Linked DNA regions of Rattus norvegicus: region 1 is linked to region 2. A link is a contact called in public Hi-C data. All regions are on one chromosome and are shown on one strand. The core of a region is the stretch at or near the end of the contact, and the rest is flanking DNA. Distances in the headings are between cores, read along the strand shown.

Evidence for each region. A called contact is a pair of places that touch in the nucleus more often than the background predicts.
Region 1: a contact with region 2 is called in a Hi-C map of hepatocytes, with 1.8 times the contacts expected there. The contact joins the promoter of Pxk here to the promoter of Acox2 in region 2. A contact is called at or near these places in 4 of 12 Hi-C or Micro-C datasets (Schwann cells, hepatocytes, kidney and 1 more).

What each region holds. Positions count from the first base shown.
Region 1 is chr15:19,256,621-19,260,130 of GRCr8, reverse strand. Pxk (PX domain containing serine/threonine kinase) reads left to right here and starts at 1,460. Exons shown (of 18, transcript NM_001399677.1): 1 at 1,460-1,662. The coding sequence starts at 1,561.
Region 2 is chr15:19,088,602-19,092,217 of GRCr8, reverse strand. Acox2 (acyl-CoA oxidase 2) reads right to left here and starts at 1,263. Exons shown (of 16, transcript NM_145770.3): 1 at 1,253-1,263.

The DNA.
Region 1 (3,510 bases), core at 211-2,710, 170 kb before region 2:
GCACTGACTGTTCTTCCAGAGGTTCTGAGTTCAAATCCCAGCAATCACATTGTGGCTCACAACCATCTGTAATGAGATCTGATGCCCTCTTCTGGTGTGTCTAAGAACAGCCACGGTGTACTTATATATAATAAATCTTAATAAAAAATAAAAATTTAGTGGAAACAAACTTAAGAGTTAGAAATCTCTGTTCTGTGAATTGTCAGGATGGAATTCATATTGTTTGAGATTTTTAACATGTGCAAAGTTCTTTCCCGTCCGGTTGCATTCCTATTACACATTCTACATAGGCTTGAACTTAGTTTTGCCAGTGGAAGGTCACAGGGTGTGTGTGTGTGTGTGTGTGTGTGTGTGTGTGTGTGTGTGTATTTGACTTATTCAAGATAACACAGCTGAAGTAAATGCCAGATTCTCAACACGGTCCTAGGTATCTGATCTAAGTTTAATTTCATTTTTATCCTGGAAGATTGTGATCTTGGGTTAAGGGGAGCAAGGTAGGGGCTGGAGAGATGGCTCAGCGGTTAAGAGCACCCGACTGCTCTTCCAGAGGTCCTGAGTTCAATTCCCAGCAACCACATGGTGGCTCACAACCATCTGTAAAGAGATCCAATGCCCTCTTCTGGTGTATCTGAAGACAGCTACAGTGTACTTATATATAATAAAATGAATAAATCTTTAAAAAAAAAAGGGGGGGGGAAGCAAGGTAGATTTGGTGTTGAGAAGTTGATCGTCAGGTTTGATGGTTCTGAGTTTGAGGTTCTTGGAGCCAGAATGCTAGCACCAAAGATTCTCAGAGTCTAAGAGATCTGAGTGCTCTTTGGTTTCTTAGACCTTGGGCTCAACCGAGAGCTAGGGACTACACATGCAAGCAAGGAAATCTTTGCATCAGTTCCCCCCTGCCCCCACTGTTCTTAGAGTTTGTTGCTTAAAGGTTCAGACACTGTGGGATCCAGCTATGAGAGTATAGCGCCTAGGCTCTCCTGAAGATCCAGGTTCAAAACCTGAATCCAGATTTGGTTTAGAAAATTTGTTCTACAGACTCAGATTGAGGGTCCACCCTGAAGGTGTTTTTTTGTTGTTTCCTGAGATCTAAGGACCTTGGGCAGGGAAGATGTGATTGGGAGCAGTAGGGTCTCAAGTCTGCTAATCTGAGTTTCTAAACGGTTCATCAGAAAAACTCAGTTCGGTTAGAGTCCAGAAAATCAGTGTCTAAATGTGACACGTGGTGGTGATGGTTTAGTTTGGTGCTCCTCCGCCCGAGGCCGGGAGCTCATGGTACTGAGTGTACGATGCAGAGGCGAGGAGGCACCAAGAGAGCAAGGGGTTTCAGTCACCTACCCTGCGGTGAAGTACGGCGCTAGGACCCAGCGGGATCGGAAGGACGGGTGTTGACAGCCCGCAGGCTGGGACGACCGGCGCTAGGACCCCGCGGGCGGCGGCAGCGCGCGGGGCGGTGCGCGTTGACAGCAGCGGCGGGACGCGGCGGGTGGCGGGGTTCGGCGCCTCCGGTTCCTGCCCCGGCTTCAGAGGCGGCGGCGGCGGCGGCGGCGACGGCCCGGGATGGCCTTCATGGAGAAACCGCCAGCCCGCAAGGTGCTGCTGGACGACACGGTGCCGCTGACAGCGGCCGTCGAGGCGAGCCAGAGTCTGCAGTCGCACACGGTGCGCGGCCGGGGCGGGAGGCCGGGGCCGAGGGCGGGGGCCGGGCGAAGGCCGGACGGCGCAGCGGGCCGGGCGCGGGCACCAGAGCCGGGCAGGTGTATGAGCCCGCCGCCTCCCTCCTGCTCAGCCGCGGCCGGGGCAGTGTGCCCGCGCATCCCTGTCCCCCTGGAGTGGCTTAGGGGAGCCCTCGGTGCTCCTAATACACACAGGCGAGTTCATTTCTGCCACATGCAGTCTTTTATGGGGCTTTAAAGCCACGCTTGCTTTCTTTTGCCCGTACTTTTTTTTTTTTTTTTGAAAGGCGCTCTTATGCATTGTAATTTACAAGCAATAAACCCGGGAACCAGTAAAACCCGGGGAGCTACTAGGCTCTGGGACTCGATTGAGTAAATGATGAATGGGGTGGGGTGGGATTGGGATTCCTTAGATTGTAATGTTTTGTCGGGCCAGCAAATCAGATTCCAGCCCAGAGGCTTGTTTATCACATCAGTGTTTGGGGGTTCATCATCTGGAGACTAGAGCCCCACAATAGCCTTCTGTATTTCTCTGACTCTTTGTCTCGCTGTCTCTTGTTTCTGACTTTCTCTGGGTGTCTCTCTGTTTGTGTGTGTGTCAGTGTCTGTGTGTGTGTGTGTATGTTTGTTCTTCTGCTGTTCAAAGAGATCTTTCATATTAAAGCAAGACTTTTTGGAACCCCCTGTTTCCTCATCGACAGCTTTGCTTTGTTGAAAGTATTCATTCTCACTTAGAGAAATGACTGTCTTTTTTTTTTTTTCTTTTAAATGCATTTTGTCTCCCTGTGGTAGCATCCTAAACCCTATGTAGAAACTCGTGAAAGGCACCAAATATCCATGAGTTTGTTGAACTTGTAATTTGTTGCAAAGTGAATATTTAAGAACCCATATTTAGGGAAGGGAACAATCATTCTTTCAAATTATATTTTTGACTGGATTGACGGCAAGTAAACCTTATAACCTCATAGGGTCTATTTAATACTAAAGAGTTGGATGCTCAGGACCACTATCTCTAGAAAACCTTTCTTCCTGAGTAGCTATTACCCTAGGCCTCATGGATGGACACCAGGGTAATCATGTGATTTCCTCTCTTCCAGGAGAGGACAGGAGGGTCCCATTCTGATAGCATTTCATATGTGTCTGTTAAACGGGTAAATGAATTGTAGCCTCACTATGTCCTGTTTCCTGTTTGTGGAAAGCCATGGTTGTGAAAGTCAGAATAACCTGACTTCTGGGCTGCTAACAGGTCAGTGCTCAAGTGTGGTGGTGAGAGATGCGATGGGTTCCATAGTTACTCCAGAACTTGTCATTAAGACAAACATAAGTAATTTTAGGGCCAAAAAAAAAAAAATAATGGCAGTTCTTAAAATGATGAGTGAACAGGAAAGATAGTGACTCACTGGAGAGCCAGGGAGCCAGAGAGACAGAGAGGCAGATGTGGAATGAAAACAGAGCAGTCTTGCGTAACTTTTGACTGTTCTGTGCGCTTGTCGTTTTAGCCGCGAAGTGAGACAGAAATGTTGCCTCAGCCCTAAGCTTTATTGAGAAAAAGCATGTACTGACGCAGACCCCTTGGACTGTGGATGGGTTACGAGTAGGTCCCTTGAAAACAGGAACAGTTGGAAATCATGTTGGAAAGAAGTAGTTATTGAAAGTGGTGTGCCGGAGAAGAGAAAGGCATTGTTTTCTGTTGGGTGGATCGAAGGGAGCTATACGGTGTGCTGGCTGTAGGTCTCAAAGGTCAAAGGTGCACCCTTCAAATACGGCTTTCTAGGAAGTTGCTCCTTGGCTGTGGACAGAGACGCATGGAAGGTGTCTTGTGTTTTATAAAAAA
Region 2 (3,616 bases), core at 14-2,513:
TGACGCGTTTTCCTGTGGATCTCCTGTGTACCCCCATAGCCAAGATGGGCCCTGCTTCCTTCACAACAAACCCTTGGCCTTTTAGAAACCCCCTTCCCCCCAACAGTGAATGAACAGCTAGACTCATCCATTCGTCTTCTTCGAGCTCCCTTAACCCTATCTGTTCCTTGTCATCTCCTTGGCTAACACTCTGCCACCTTCACCTCTTACCTGGCATCTGTGTCTCATTTTTCCCTTTTCTGTTTGTCATTGGAACTGGGCAGAAGGGAGTCAGCTTGTAGAAAGGAGTCCTAGGCTGGGGATTTAGCTCAGTGGTAGAGCGCTTACCTAGGAAGCGCAAGGCCCTGGGTTCGGTCCCCAGCTCCGGAAAAAAAAGAACCAAAAAAAAAAAAAAAAAAAAGAAAGGAGTCCTAGCATGACCGCATGCTTCCCACCAGCTGGTCTGCCTTCTCTCCTGTCACTTCCTCTGGCCGAGGCTCGACTCCCCAGTGTTCCTAGAGAGCTCCAGCCTCTAGAGACATCACAGTAGCTCAGTCCTCCCAACATCAGCACTCCTGTGGGAACTGGGCACTCTCCATGCACTCTTGCCCCCATCACTGAGTGCTAGGGAGACAGCATTGTGTCTCCCTGGTCCCAGAGCCTGGCTGTTGACTTTCCCTGCTGCCTGTCACCTGCTCTCCTTTCCTTCATCCCCTGAGCCTGAGGATACAGTAAGGGCCCAGCCATTCCACAGAGAGGGCAGAACCGGGGAAGAGGTACCCTTGTAAGGCCACAGCCACTGGCAGGCTTCTGAAGAGGGCATATGGGGCACTGACAAGAGGCTGGCATGTACAAGGGAGCCCCCTTTGTCTGCCTGCCTTCCGGTAAGGCTGCCTCCTCTTCTTGCCTCTGGTTTCTTCTGTGCCAGATGCCCTTGCCTCCTGGCTGTTCCCTAGCTCTCCAGCCTCTAGCTGTGGCCAGCCTTTGCCAGGGCTCTGCCTCTGCCCGGACACCCTTTTCTCAGATGTCACCATGGTTTCCTCTGTCTTACTCAATGTCAGTACTCAGTAAAGCTTCCTGCACTTTCTTTAACACCCCAAACTTTCTTTCCCACTTTGCTAATCCCCTCTGTCTTAACCTCCTGAAAGGCAGGGCAAGTAATTACATTTACATTTTCGTTGTTGCGGTCAGTTTCCCCCTACCAAACGGAAAACAGCAAGAGGACCAACTGAGAGCCATCTCGGATGCCCAGGCTCTGCTGCACAGGCCTTACCTTCGCTATGGCCTGTCAGTTCTCTGGCTGGCCTGGGACTAAACCCTTGACTAGTTCCGTCCTGGGACAGCTCCATAGGCGGGGCTGGCCTTTCCCTATAGGGCCAATCCAGACTATTGGCCACGCCCCTCCCCCTCCCCGAGGGGCTCCGCCAAAGTATCTCATGTGGCCCCGCTCTTTCCTCCCAGTGCCCTTGGGTGAGCGGGGTGTATTGTATTACACGCTCGGCAACCTTGGCGCGATTCAGCTTCCATCCTTAGAGCTAGGGCTCCCTCTGAGGGGTGTGCCCTGTGTCCGGGTGGCGGCGTTTCCGCCGTGAAACTCTAGATCTTGCCTGCCCGCAGGGTGGCAGGGTAGTCACAACACAGTGAGAGGAACAGGCTTCCAGGTTCTTACGGAAAAGGAGCATCCCTCTCCCCTGCTTCTGCTCTGACTGTGGCCTTGTCTGTGTCCTGCTTATCACCAGTGTACCCACAGTCCCCAGTCTCCCACCCCTAGCCCAGGCTCTGAATTTGAGGCGTATCGCAGTATGTTCTGTAGGGTCCTGAGGAGAACTTGGTCTCCACCTCCTTTCGTGTCCAGCCTTTGCCCTGGGAGGTAGGGTGGATTTTCATGGTGCGAGTGAAGAACCAGGTAAGGCCCAGTGCCCAAGTTGTGCAATAAATAAACCAACTATCTGGAATTTGGACCAGGCCTCAGGTCACAAAGTTGATATGTACCCTATTCGTTTGTACAACATTGGGAAAGAAGTCACCGGCTTCTGAGAGAAAGTCCAAATCTTCATGATTCCAGTGTCTTCCTCTTTGGGACCTCACCCTTCCTCCTCAAGTGGGACAATATATGTGTATATGCACGCTCAATGTGTGTGTGGGTGTGTGGGTGTGTGGGTGTGTGCATGCACGCACGAGGGTGAGCTCTACAGGAGGTAATATCCAGTTTGCTCTGCAGAAAGATGCAGTTCCCTGCGATGGAGGGTCACCTAGCCTGTCACACTAGGATCATGTGGCCACCCCTGAATTCCTTCCCTTGCCCCCTCCTCCCTCCCTCTCCCTACTTGATTCTCCCATTTCAATTTACCCCCACCCCATAACTATCTGTTTTATTTCCCCTTCCTAGAGATCCATCCCCTTCCCGCTACTTCCTTACTTTCTACCTAATCTTGGTGGTTTAAAGACTGCAGCTTGAGACTGGAGAGATAGCTCAGTGGTTAGGAGCCCCGACTGCTCTTCCAGAGGTCCTGAGTTCAATTCCCAGCAACCACATGGTGGCTCACAACCATCTGTAAAGAGATCTGATGCCCTCTTCTGGCGTATCTGAAGACAGCAACAGTGTACTTCTATATAATGAATGAATACATCTTAAAAAAAAAAAAAAAAAAAAAAGACTGCAGCTTGCCCATCAGTGACTCAACAGCTAACAGCAACATATAAATGAATACATACCATATTTGTCTTCCTGAGCTACCTCACTCCGGATGATTTTTTTCTTTTTATTTCCATCCATTTACCTGCTAATTTCAAGATTTCATTAAAAAAAAAAAAAGCTTAGTAACACTCCACTGTGTAAGTGTACCACATGTTTTTTTTTAATCCATTAATCCATTGATGAAGATCTAGATTGTTTCCAATTTCTGGCTATTATGAATAGAGCAGCAACGAAGATGGTTGAGCAATGGCTTCTGTGGTAGGATGAGGTATCCTTTGGGTATATGGGCAGTGTCTTAATTAGGGTTTTATTGCTTCGAAGAGACAGTGTGGCCACAGCGACTCCTAGAAAGGAAGACATTAATTGGGGCTGGCTTATGTTTCAGGGATTAGGGCCATTATCATCATGGCAGAACGCAGTGGCACACAGGCAGGGTGCTGGGGAGGTAGCTAAGACCTACGTCCAGATTGGCTGGCAGCCGGAAAAGACACCGAGCCACCAGGATTGGCTTCAGTTTCTGAAACCTCCAAGTCCAATCTCCAGTGACACTTTTTTTTTTTTCCAAAAAGGCCACACTGCCAATAATACCACTCTCTATGAGTCTACGAGCGCCATTTCATTCAAACCACCTCAAGAGGAGAGCTGGATCTTGAGGTCCAGATCGATTCCCATCCTTCTCAGCAGCTACCACACCGATTCTCCATACCGGCTGTCTAAGTTTTCACTCCCACCAGCAATGAATCCCTCTACTCCACATCCTCACCAACCATTGGCTGTCATTTGTTTTATTGACCTTGAGGAAATCTCAAAGCGGTTCTGATTTGCCTTTCTGTAATGGCTAAGGATGTTGAACATTTCTTTAAGTGTTTGTCAGCCATTTGAGTGTCCTCTTTTGAGAATTCTCTGTTCAGATTTGTATCCTATTTTTCAGTTGACTTT